Linked DNA regions of Gossypium hirsutum: region 1 is linked to region 2. A link is a contact called in public Hi-C data. All regions are on one chromosome and are shown on one strand. The core of a region is the stretch at or near the end of the contact, and the rest is flanking DNA. Distances in the headings are between cores, read along the strand shown. Region 1 overlaps LOC107909706 (plant intracellular Ras-group-related LRR protein 3). Region 2 holds the start of LOC107909709.

Region 1 (5,608 bases), core at 2,035-4,534, 220 kb before region 2:
GTTGGTTTGTTGCTTAATCTGAGGATCCTCGATGTCTCGGGAAACAAGCTAAATGCCCTCCCGGAAAGCATTGCACGATGCAGGTATTGTACTATTTTTTGTTCACTCTTGTACTACTTTTGTTCTCAAATTACTGTTCCAGGAGTGAAATGCAAAAACCAATCCTGATAAAGTAGGAATGAGTAAAACGTATCTGTTTTGAAAGCCAAACGTGTCCCCTTGCCAGTAAAAGGAGTTTGTCAGTCTATTAATCTAATTAGTCCCGATGCTACACAAACCCCCTGTTTTAACAAATTAAACCCTAAACCATTAGAGCAAAAAAGAGCCGTAAATTCTAGCTAAACATCTGTATTCATCAAAAAAAAAAATCTTCTCTTTCTCTAATGTAGAAGTTCAGCCTTCCTCTTCAAATGTATTGGAAAAGAAAATACACACAGTGATTCTCACTCTCGTTCTGGGTTGAAGAGCAAAATTTCCCAAGTCAATTGTGCTTCTAAAATATCTTTCCCTTTGGTTTGGTATTCATAGAATTTGGGTTCTGTTACATCCACATAACAATTCCATTGAAAATTTTGGTTATATTTCTAGTGAGGTAAGATATTTGAATTTTTATCCATTTTGAGACTTGATTTTGATTAGTGGTTTCAAATATTCTTATAATTATAGTTGTGAATTTGGGTGCGTTGATACTACATACTGGACCAAAGCCAAATCTGGGTCCATTATCGGGCCATTTCATCCTTTTTATCAAAAATTGAAGAACAAGTAACTGTCAATTATAGGCAACCACAAAAGTTTCTGAATCATAGGGAATATAACTCAAAAGTTATCTACTTTTTTGAGAATGAAATATGGTCATGGCTTACATTACTTCAACTCTTCATTTTCCCTTAAATACTTGTGTCAAGCACATATTTGGAGATGGGTTTGAGAGAACAATCCTCCAAATATATGAAGACAATAAAAACACCTAGAAAATTTGGGCACCCCGAATTTGGTAACATAAGTCATGGCCCATGCATAAAGGTATGATCAATAGAGTAACTTTGAAGTCCTTGGCTGATTGGCAATGACCTGTTGTTTGAGAAAAAGTGTTCCAATGAAAAATCCAATGATTCCTGATATTGCTTAACTATCCTTTAAAAAGGAAAAAAAAAAGTTTTTGTTTTCTCATAGGTATAGAGAGGATTAAATAGAATTTAGAATTTGCCCCTTAATTTTAAAGTTTTAAGCTAAAATACTATTTAAAGCATAAATTAGTGTTTAATGTGTAAAAAAAAGGTTGGCTGAAATGGCAAATTTAGTTGCTGGGGCATTCAATACTAATTAGACTATCAAACTGACTAACCTCTGTTCATATCAAAGGGGGTAAAATAGCATTTTCAAACTGGAGGGGGATTTGCGACCTTTCCAGTTTATCTTGGGGGTTTGTGTATCTTTACCTACTATTCTTAGTAGCTTTTGTTACTTTCAGTTACTGTGCTCATGGTCTTGCCTGAGTGATAAAAGTCCATCATTCTTTTGCAGTTCACTGGTTGAGTTGGATGCAAGCTTTAACAACCTTACATTTCTGCCTAACAATATTGGATATGGGCTCCTAAATCTTGAAAAGCTGTCAATCCAGCTGAACAAGATCCACTTCCTACCATCATCAATCTGTGAAATGAGGTCCTTGAGGTATCTGGATGCTCATTTCAATGAGCTTCATGGCTTGCCACAAGTGATTGGGAGAATGACAAAACTTGAAGTCCTGAACCTTAGTAGTAATTTCAATGACTTCACAGAACTTCCTGATACTATTAGTGATCTGACCAATCTCCGGGAACTCGATCTCAGCAACAACCAAATCCGGGCTCTGCCTTGCACATTCGGCCGCCTTGGGAAACTAGTGAAGCTCAATTTGGACCAGAATCCGCTCATAGTGCCTCCCATTGAGATAGCAAATAAGGGGGCTGATGCTGTGAAAGATTACATGTCGAAAAAGTGGCTCGACATAATCACGGAGGAGCAAAGGAGAATCAATCTTGAAGCAAGTAATCAGCAAGGTCAGATGGGATGGTTGTCATGGGGAACTTCATTGGTGAGTAACGCCATCTCTGGGGTTTCCCAAAGTGTTGGGGAATACCTGAGTGGGCCAAAGGCTCCTAGGGATCCGTATCTGGATCAACAACTGTGATCTCTTGGTGCTCGATGTGTAGCTGTTTCAAGAGATTCCAGTAGCCAAATAAGAGTAGCTTAGCAACTACAAGATTTGTGTATATATGCTCTGTAATAATGAGGATACCCCGGATATACATGCGTGGGAGCTGAATAGACGCAATGTGATTTGTGTATAGTGGCTTCAAAGCCGTCGTTGGGTTTGGCTCCTTTAAGCTGCTAACTCCAAAATAAATAGGTTGTTTTCTTAAACTTGACAATGTAGTTGAGTGTTTTTATTTTCCTTTCTTGTTTTGTTGAATATGCATGGTGGCTACGATAGGTCAACTGTTGTGTGTGTGTGTTTTAAGTTTGCCTCATGCCGACCTGACCCTGATTTGTGTTGATGAAGGTGATAGTTAGAATCCTCTCAGGATAAATGTGTGTTTGAAATAATACAAATTTGTGGAGTAATTATCAAAACAGAGTAGGTTCAGTTAAGCACATGTTATGATTGTAAAGAGAACGGAGGTGGACTCACTTCTGAAGTCCAAAGTGAGGCGTTATTACTGTTACAGTTTGCCCCGTACTTGCTAGTTCTAACATCTTTTTGCAGTACAAAGAACGTGGGGATTTTGGTAGAACATTAGAATTTAAGACGTGGGAACAATTGTAAGAACAGAGAGCATCACGTCAATCCGCTGGTGCACGTCTTAAAGCCTCATGCATTTACTGAATTGGACATGTTTTCACATTCACGTTTGGAACCCATTGTTGAGTTTGCAATGGGTCTGATCTGCAACTTTTTCTGTGGTCTCTCAAGGTTACTCTTAGATGTTATACAAGGTTGATAAAGGGTGCCATGTGAGAGCTCTTACCTTTGATGGATATAAAGGTGGAACAATAAAATAATAAGAAAAACAGAAAAGAGAAGAATGAATCCCAATATCACTTAATTTAATCAATAAAATAATAAGAACAACAGAAAAGAGAAGAATGAATCCCGAAAACCTACAAGGTGTGTTTTTTTTTTGGTTTCAAACCAACAAAAAGTAAAGCACTCAAATCAACAAGTCACTTTCAAGGGCAGGCCGTCGGTTTTAAATAGATGCTTTCCCACTTGATGAGACCACCTCTGAGTTTCTGTCTCTGAATCATAAAGGTAAAATCTGGGCAGAAAATCCGTAATTGTAAACACGTGTCAGTAATCGGGTGGACCCAGATGCCGTCAGTTTCAAAAGACAAATCTCTGCAAACAAATATCCTGGCCGTCTATTTTTGAACCAGCATATCATCTGATCTGGCGGCGTATCTCCTCTGTACTTCCAATTTCTTAATACAATGGTATTGAGGAAAATAATAGCTAAAACAATACCATCCGACTTTTGTTGTCGTCAATTACATTACACATCCGATCATATCCTTCATTTACCTATTCTACGTCATCCTCCTCATACATACAACTTCATAGGCTTCTGTTCTTTTTGTCTGGCACCTAAAAATCTCATTTTGCATCTAAGGGAGGGTATACCCTATTAAACCAATTTAACTGACCATAATTTACATCATTAAATTATAATCTAATTAACTAACTTTAAGTCCATCGTTTTTTTCCCTATAATATTTTGTCTTTGAAACAACCAATCAAAGTAGAGCTTAAGCTCCTTTTTTTAGTTGCAAATCCGACATTAAATAATTCCAAGCACTAATATGTAGTCCAAATACAAAGGTGCGGGTACCAATTCTACTCCACAAAAGACTACTATCATGTGCCAACACTACATATAATCTACACTTAACAGATTTAGACAAATACAAATCCACAAAAGCCTACTACGAAGTGCCAACATGATAATGCGTAAATGCAAATGCAATCTAAAAAGCTCAAACACTACATTTAACATCAAATAACAAATAAGTTCACTAAATTCATGATGATCATAACAACAACAAATCTTACACAATTCCCTACCCCAAAGCCATCATTCACCTTCAAATACAATAAATATATGTATAAAAATATCAATATGAAGTTAGTTCTAAAAATGATTTACCTCTAATTAACAATGGGATCCATGGACGTACATAAACAAAGAACAATTGTATTAGTATGCTTCAAATAAAATAAATAAATAATGAGTTTATGGTGTAACTAAAGTGCTAGTAAATTACCCAAATCAAAGTTTTCAAATTGTTCCGTGTTCAGCTCAGGGTAAAATATATTAAGAGTGTTTGGATCAAGAAAAGTTGAATCTTGAACAAAAATAAATTCTTGCACAATCCTTAAGAGTTATATGCATCAAGAAAACGTCCGTAAGTGCTAAAAGCAGCTTTTGAGACCACTGTTGATATTGGAATTGCCATTACATCACAAGATATGATAGATAGGATAGGGAACCATTGTTAGTTATGTTTCCACCAAAGGACATCAAAATCTTCATCCTCATTGTCCTCTACTTGCTCATTCAAATATTAGCCAACTTTGATGTATACTTTTCCTTACCTTATTCAATCTTATACTTCTTAAACTCCTACCTAAGGCTTACTGACTTTGGTAACAATGATTCAACGGTCAATTGTGCAACTTGACTCACTTGGATACTTTCACCAACTACCTCTAGCAGAGCTTCCTTCTACTTATTATATTCATCGAATAATTCCTCCAACGCTTGTTAAAGTTGATTCATAATTACACAAGTTTTTTCTTTCGAATACATCTTCATCATCAAATACTCTATAAAGGGAAGTTTATTGCTTAGGTCAAGAATAGAAGCAATGTACACTATCGTGTTTGTCTTATCAATATTTCCTAATACTTCTCATATTTCTCTTTCATTCTTTTAGTCATCATATTCAAATCAAGGTCAAGACAAAATTGTCATTCTATTAATGTTAAATATAAGGTGGAAACATGATCAAGAAAGAAATTAGAGGTGACGTAAGAAGAACCTAAGAAATTTGTTGTGAGGGTATGAAATTTTTCTAAGAAAAGGCAAAACATTCTAACAACCTCCCACTCATGATGATCGAGCACCCCCATATCCCATGAAAATTCCCCCTCTAAAATAAGGATCTATTTCCTCGTAAGCTTCAAAAGGCATTTCAAATTTTTATGTTGCATTCAACATTAAGCATGGTAACATCATTGATACTAACATTATCAATCCCAATTCACAGCAACATTATTCAATAGCCTTACTAATGGCATCACTTTCCGACTAGAAAGAGATGAAAAACACCATTCTTTACCTTATTAAAGTCCTCCCTCTCAAGGCTCACACAAACCCTTATATGAAATTGGAGGATTTGAATGTGAAAATCTAACAAAGAGGTTGCTTTCTAGGAGGTTTTAACAAAAACTCAAAGTTAGAGTGCTGGATTCTTAAGAGATTTGAATAGAAAAGCAAGAAAATGAAGAAAAGAGAAAAATTAGTTACAAAAAATGGTTATAGGAATAGTGGGATTTTGAAAA
Region 2 (5,531 bases), core at 848-3,347:
GCCAAATTCAGACAGCACAAAAGTTCCATTACGCAGATGAGAAAGATAATTATTGCTAGATGCATAATAATGAAAATGAAATTAAAAGGGGGAAATGGTTAGCCTACCTTTGTTAATGACAATTTTGGGAAAGATAATCCAATTAAGAAGCCAAAAACTACTCCAACAAATGTTGTCACAATAAGCCTCATGCTCTCATTTGGCTTTCTACTAACCGTACTGCAGTCACCAAGATGGAATAAAAGTTAAATAACTTCCACATCTAAGTAACATTTTCTATAGATATACACAATTAGACACAATATGAAGTTTATTCTTTTTAATTAAAAAGGCGCCATAAGTCATGCACCTGCGTGTAAAGATCCCCATTCTATTTAAAAATTCGTCTGAATTGTATATTCACAACAAACTATGGGCAATTCAGATTGCAAGAGCCTTTGAGCATTAATTAGCAGGCATTCAGTTGCCCATTCTCCATGAAACAAAGAGAGACCCTCAGCAAAAGGACCTGAATAACAAATTTTTTTATTAAAACTAAAATGATGAAGCAAAACAATAGTTACAGTTAAAAGAAACCAAGATGCACACTAACAAGAACTGAGATTCAAACAGCAACTTCATGGGAATGGCACCTAAGTCCAAGCTGATATCCTAGTTGAATCAATTTTACCAGTTTATGCAGACAGGAAAACACAAGCTAATTAGGCCGGCCTTTAACACTTAACCCAAGGATCTTATTATATTGTAAAAAGATGCAAGAATCCCCATAAGAAGCGTCTAAGAACCTCTTTCACATAACCCTCAAATAGTAACGCAACAAAGCAAACAACCATGTGCTATCCCCTGGACAAAAGATCACGGTCGCCGGACAATCACAAAACCAGAGAAATTCCTATCATAAATTCTATTAACTCCATAATCAAGTAGACATGTGTCTTTCCCTTCTTGTTTTAAACTAATATCCTACAATTCTAGAATTAAAAAACTGCAATACCGAGATTTTATTTTATTTTAGTTAATAGCATAACCGTGCCTTGCTTAGGTTGAAATATAATACTGAACAAAATGACCAAAAACATAAACCTGACCTCAAAGTTTGCTTAAAATCAGGTTTGATTCCTTTAAAAATCTCAGATTCAACTCCTTTCCTATTACTTTTTTTTGGTCCAAAAAATTTCAAACAATAAATAAAATTCATTAACCAGATAAAAAAGAAAAGAAAGAAAACAAGTACGAGCGAAAAACGGATACACTAAAATAACGAATCAAAGATTCAAAATCTAATTAGAAAGGTTTAAAATAATTGAATGCTTGTATAGGCTGCAGGTGAGACGATGAATTTCCTCGAGAAATAAACGGAAAACTAAGCTAAATAAAAGAAAAGAAATTACAAATATTTACTTACCTGAATGGAAAGATAATTGAGAAGAACTGAAAAGGATCTGATGGAAACTGAAACTGTATTTAAAATGGCTCTAAATCACGAGAAAAATCACCTTCTCCTCTTCAACTGAAAATATGCAAGAAATAAGTTTATGCTTCTCTCTCGAGAATTGAAAGAACGAACTTCTTGATTGCCTTACTAACAGAAAAAAAAATAGAAAACGTGAAGGAAAAAAGACCTGAAACTGATTTCAGTTTCCCGGGAAAAAAAAAAGAAAAAGAAAAGAATTCTATCCTTTTTTTCTGTACTACTTTTTTGGTAGATGAAAAGAAATCGTAAGATTTTATAAAATCTGGGGAAAGTAACAGAGCAAATGAAGGAAAAAGAGAGAAAAATGATTCTACTGTTTTTAAGTTTTGATGAGCAGAGATTGAAATTAGAATTTGGGTTCTTATTTTTTCGCTATATAAATATTTAAAAGAAAAATGTAGTTAATATGTAAATAGTACCCTGGAACGAAGTTAAACATATATATTAGATGAATGGGTGAATGGACAGGTGTAATGGGGGAGGGTTTTGACATTCAAATTTCGAGCCCCCAACTGAAACTTCCTAGATTTCCTGCCAACTAATTTTCTTAACCGTCTTAAAATTACTCTTCTCATTTTTGTTTTGGGTGTAGGTACAATCGGAATAAAAGCGTGTGAAGGAACAAATGAAAAAAGTTACGCATGTGCCTAAAATAAATAAATCAAAAACTATAATTCATGTTCAATTTTTTAATCAATAAAAGCACTTTATTAAAGTTTTTTAAATGGTCAATAATACTTTTAAGTATTGCATTTACGCCGGACTCTTAAATCAAATTTGAAATTTCATTCCGTTTTTATTAGACTTAAATCTAGAGCCCTTTTTTTTTTAATTTTCATAGGTCTCGATTATGAAAATAGTAAATAATAAATAAATTCCAAAGAAAAACAAAGTAAAAGCACTTTATTGAAGTTTTTTAAATGGTAAATAATAAATAACAAATAAATTCCAAATATATATAGGTATAATAAAATTTGAACTCAAAACATCAAATAAACACTCTCTTTTACTATTGATTGAATCACTGATGTCATAGTAAATAATTTATTTTTGTTAAGTAATTTTTCGTTGTGTCTCATTAAAGGGAAAAATCAAATATTTATATACATGATTACTGTTCATGGAATTTGACGTTTTTAGTAGATTCTATGCATGCAGGACACATGTACTATTCTAGGCTGTCTGCTAGACTTCGTGGCCCCCACATGCAAACTCCTTGGGTATATGTGAGTTGAGACAACGAGCTCCCTTTGCAAGCACCTCGTGGCATGTGCGAACTGAGACTACAAGCTCCCATTGCAAACTTCCGGGTCACAGGTGGGCGACCTGGACCTTATCTGGTTCTCAGCTTGGTGATTATAAGTACATAACAATCTAGTCCCCCTTAGTAGGTCTAAGGAGGGTTGTAAAATGGCGCTCCTTAGAGCCATCACTTCGCATTTATATAGCCTTGTTGAATACGCAGCAACTATTGGGACATGATGTTAACTTTGCCACGTGTACGGGTGGATCACGTCCGTTTGTATCTAACCGTTGGTGTTCCTCATCATTTGAATCGTCAAAACGCTAGGAAGAGAAATTTATTTAAAAGGGGGTTTTAGAAACCCTAAACTCACAATCTTAACATTTCCTATAAACAGGCTTGATCGAGATTTTCTTCAAGGTAACATCTTATTTCCTTTTCTTTTCTTTCTACATAAAAACATGTCAAAATGAGGGATGCTGGTGGTTGGATAATTCCCCATTGTCCACCGTGAGAGCATGCTTCAAAAGTCCTTGCAAAAGCCAATTTCTTTGTCTGCGCTACAAAAGAGGAAGAAATGAGTCGAGTTCTGACTGCACGAAGGATTCAAATCCCTAATTTTACTTATGAATTTTCCATCCTTGAGGGGCTTCACAGGCTTAGTGATACCAGTGACGGCAGCTTTCAGCTTTACTTCCATACTCTAGAAGTTGCGTTCCACTTGCCATTGCATCTGTTCTTCTGTCATCTTCTTCAATATTACCAAATTGCTCCCGATCAATTTTGCAAGTTCTCTTAATGGATCTCAGTGACTTATTTTATTGATTGTTGCTAACATAACGAAGCACCACAGCTTGCGGTATTCCAAAGCTTATATTTGTTAAAAGCCCAAGGTCGAGGGAACTCATCGAGCTTTTACTATTTTTCTTCTTGCGGTAAAAGCGAGACCATAATTGAGAACAAATGTGATAATCTTTGGATGAATTGGGGAAAATATATTAGGGTGAGATGTAGGATCGCAGACGAGTTTGGTTTTCCTACAGAGTGGTCCGCACCAAGTAGGGACATGTGTTCATTCAGGCGAATTGTTAGGATAGATGGTGGTTCTGCCCTGTTGTAAAGGCTTTGTGCTGGCAGTTTCCTAGTTATCGAAGATCTTATAATCGTGAGGAATGAATTTTGATACTATTTGGAGGGTCTTAGCCCCAATGGACACAAGCGAGGTGACAGTAGGGAAGTTACTGAAGCCTTAGGTGCAAACCTTGAAAGATGGACATGGCTTTATGTAGCTAATGATGCCAACGATGACTTGAGTCTAATTCTAATAGGATTTAAAGAGGAAACCAAGAACTTCTTTTACAGTTACTGTAGGATGAGGCTTTTTCCCTGGATTCTGGTAGTCTCATCGCAAGCAGAAAGTGATACCAATATTAATTTGATAATTGATCTTGCTGATACTAGGATTGTTGGTAGTGCAAGCACAACTCGCAATTCAAGAGATGACTCTAAAGAAACTACCAACATATCTTGAGAAATTAACGAAGTTATAGACCTATGAGCTGCTCTGAGGGACATGCGCATGAAGCGCAGGATTGATATAGGGGTTGTTAGCGTGGTCCAGGAACGAAGAGAAAGTAGATAGTGGCAAGTTATAGTCTCGTCGCAAAAGGAGGGCAGATCATGCTAGGCCCTCTGCTATAATGGCCACCACTCCTACTTCTCCCTCAACGACCTCACAATTTATGGCTCGCAAAAGTTCTCCTATTGTTACTCGTGATAATTTCCCTCATTTTGCTCTTCTCTGTATCTATCATCTTCCTCTACCTTCTTATAAGGAGTCATCTGCTGAAGATGATGACAACCTGGTCCCACGTAGCAGGAATTTGAGCACAAGGGAGTTGCAAAGCATGATTAAAAATTGGAAAGCTTCTGTGCCAAAAGTCACGAAAAGGTAAATATGTACCGATGAGTCATGAAAGAGTTCGCAGAAGTCTGTATTATCAAAACTCAGTTCTTCTCTGCAAGCTCTCTTGGTTGAGGCTACATGATTAGTTTGGGCCTTAACGAAAATATTTCTGGGTTAGAGGCTAAACAGAAAAAGCTCGAAGAAAATCTTGAGAGTACTCGCGAGCAATACCTGAAGATAGGGGAAGAGAACAAAGTGCTTTATAAGCAAAATGAAGAGCTCGTTGAAAAATTGGAGGCTATGCAAGTGAGAAATGATGAATTATCTGGCAAGGTTATGGTTGAAAGAGAAAGAAGTAAGGCATTGGATGCTGAGTTAAGGAGGACTACTGAAGAGCACAAGGTAACTGTGAGCTGAATCATTGCTAAGCATGAAGCTGCAATGGTAAGCTTAAAGCAAAAATAGGAATAAGCCTTTGAAAAATTTAAGAATGAAACTCTAGAAACCCTAAGCAATCTCACTTCTGAGCTCAAATCCAACATTTTTCTACATACTCAGGTTGAGGCTAGACCCTTCGATGCTTGCAAAGTTTACTTTGACGCTCTCTACGAGGTAAATATGGATGAACTTGGTTTTGATATTCGCTTCTCCACGAGAGTTGCTTGGGATGAGTTCGCATCCAAGTGGAAAAACTTAAAAGATTTTTACCTTGATGAGGGTCCTTTTGAGCCGATCGTTTTGCCTACTGATGACAATACCACCACCGTGCCCGCTGAAAATATTGAAGTTGTAGAGAGGGAAGATAAGATTACCGGGGATCTTGACTGGAGGAGGATGCACCTTAAATGATTGTAAACATGTAATACTCTTATTATGATTTGAAAAAGAAAATTTGAAGTTTGAAAAAA

What was found. Hi-C and Micro-C count contacts between places; a contact is called where the count stands out from the background.
Region 1: a Hi-C map of hypocotyl shows a contact between it and region 2, with 2.4 times the contacts expected there. The contact joins the enhancer-like site here to the promoter of LOC107909709 in region 2. A contact is called at or near these places in 2 of 34 Hi-C or Micro-C datasets (hypocotyl and leaf).

The regions. Positions count from the first base shown.
Region 1 is chrD02:60,065,092-60,070,699 of Gossypium_hirsutum_v2.1, reverse strand. LOC107909706 (plant intracellular Ras-group-related LRR protein 3) reads left to right here. Exons shown (of 3, transcript XM_016837337.2): 2 at 1-83; 3 at 1,528-2,440. The coding sequence ends at 2,176. Among protein-coding and RNA genes, the nearest start is that of LOC107909706, 4.1 kb to the left of the region's middle. Within about 2 kb of position 3,284, at least 8 of the 9 cell types and tissues checked have an H3K27ac peak or open chromatin away from gene starts, as enhancers often do. A contact at or near this core is called in hypocotyl and leaf, where this site is marked.
Region 2 is chrD02:59,845,895-59,851,425 of Gossypium_hirsutum_v2.1, reverse strand. It overlaps LOC107909709, which reads right to left and starts at 2,097. Exons shown (of 15, transcript XM_041088909.1): 1 at 1,406-2,097; 2 at 350-508; 3 at 108-219. The coding sequence starts at 369.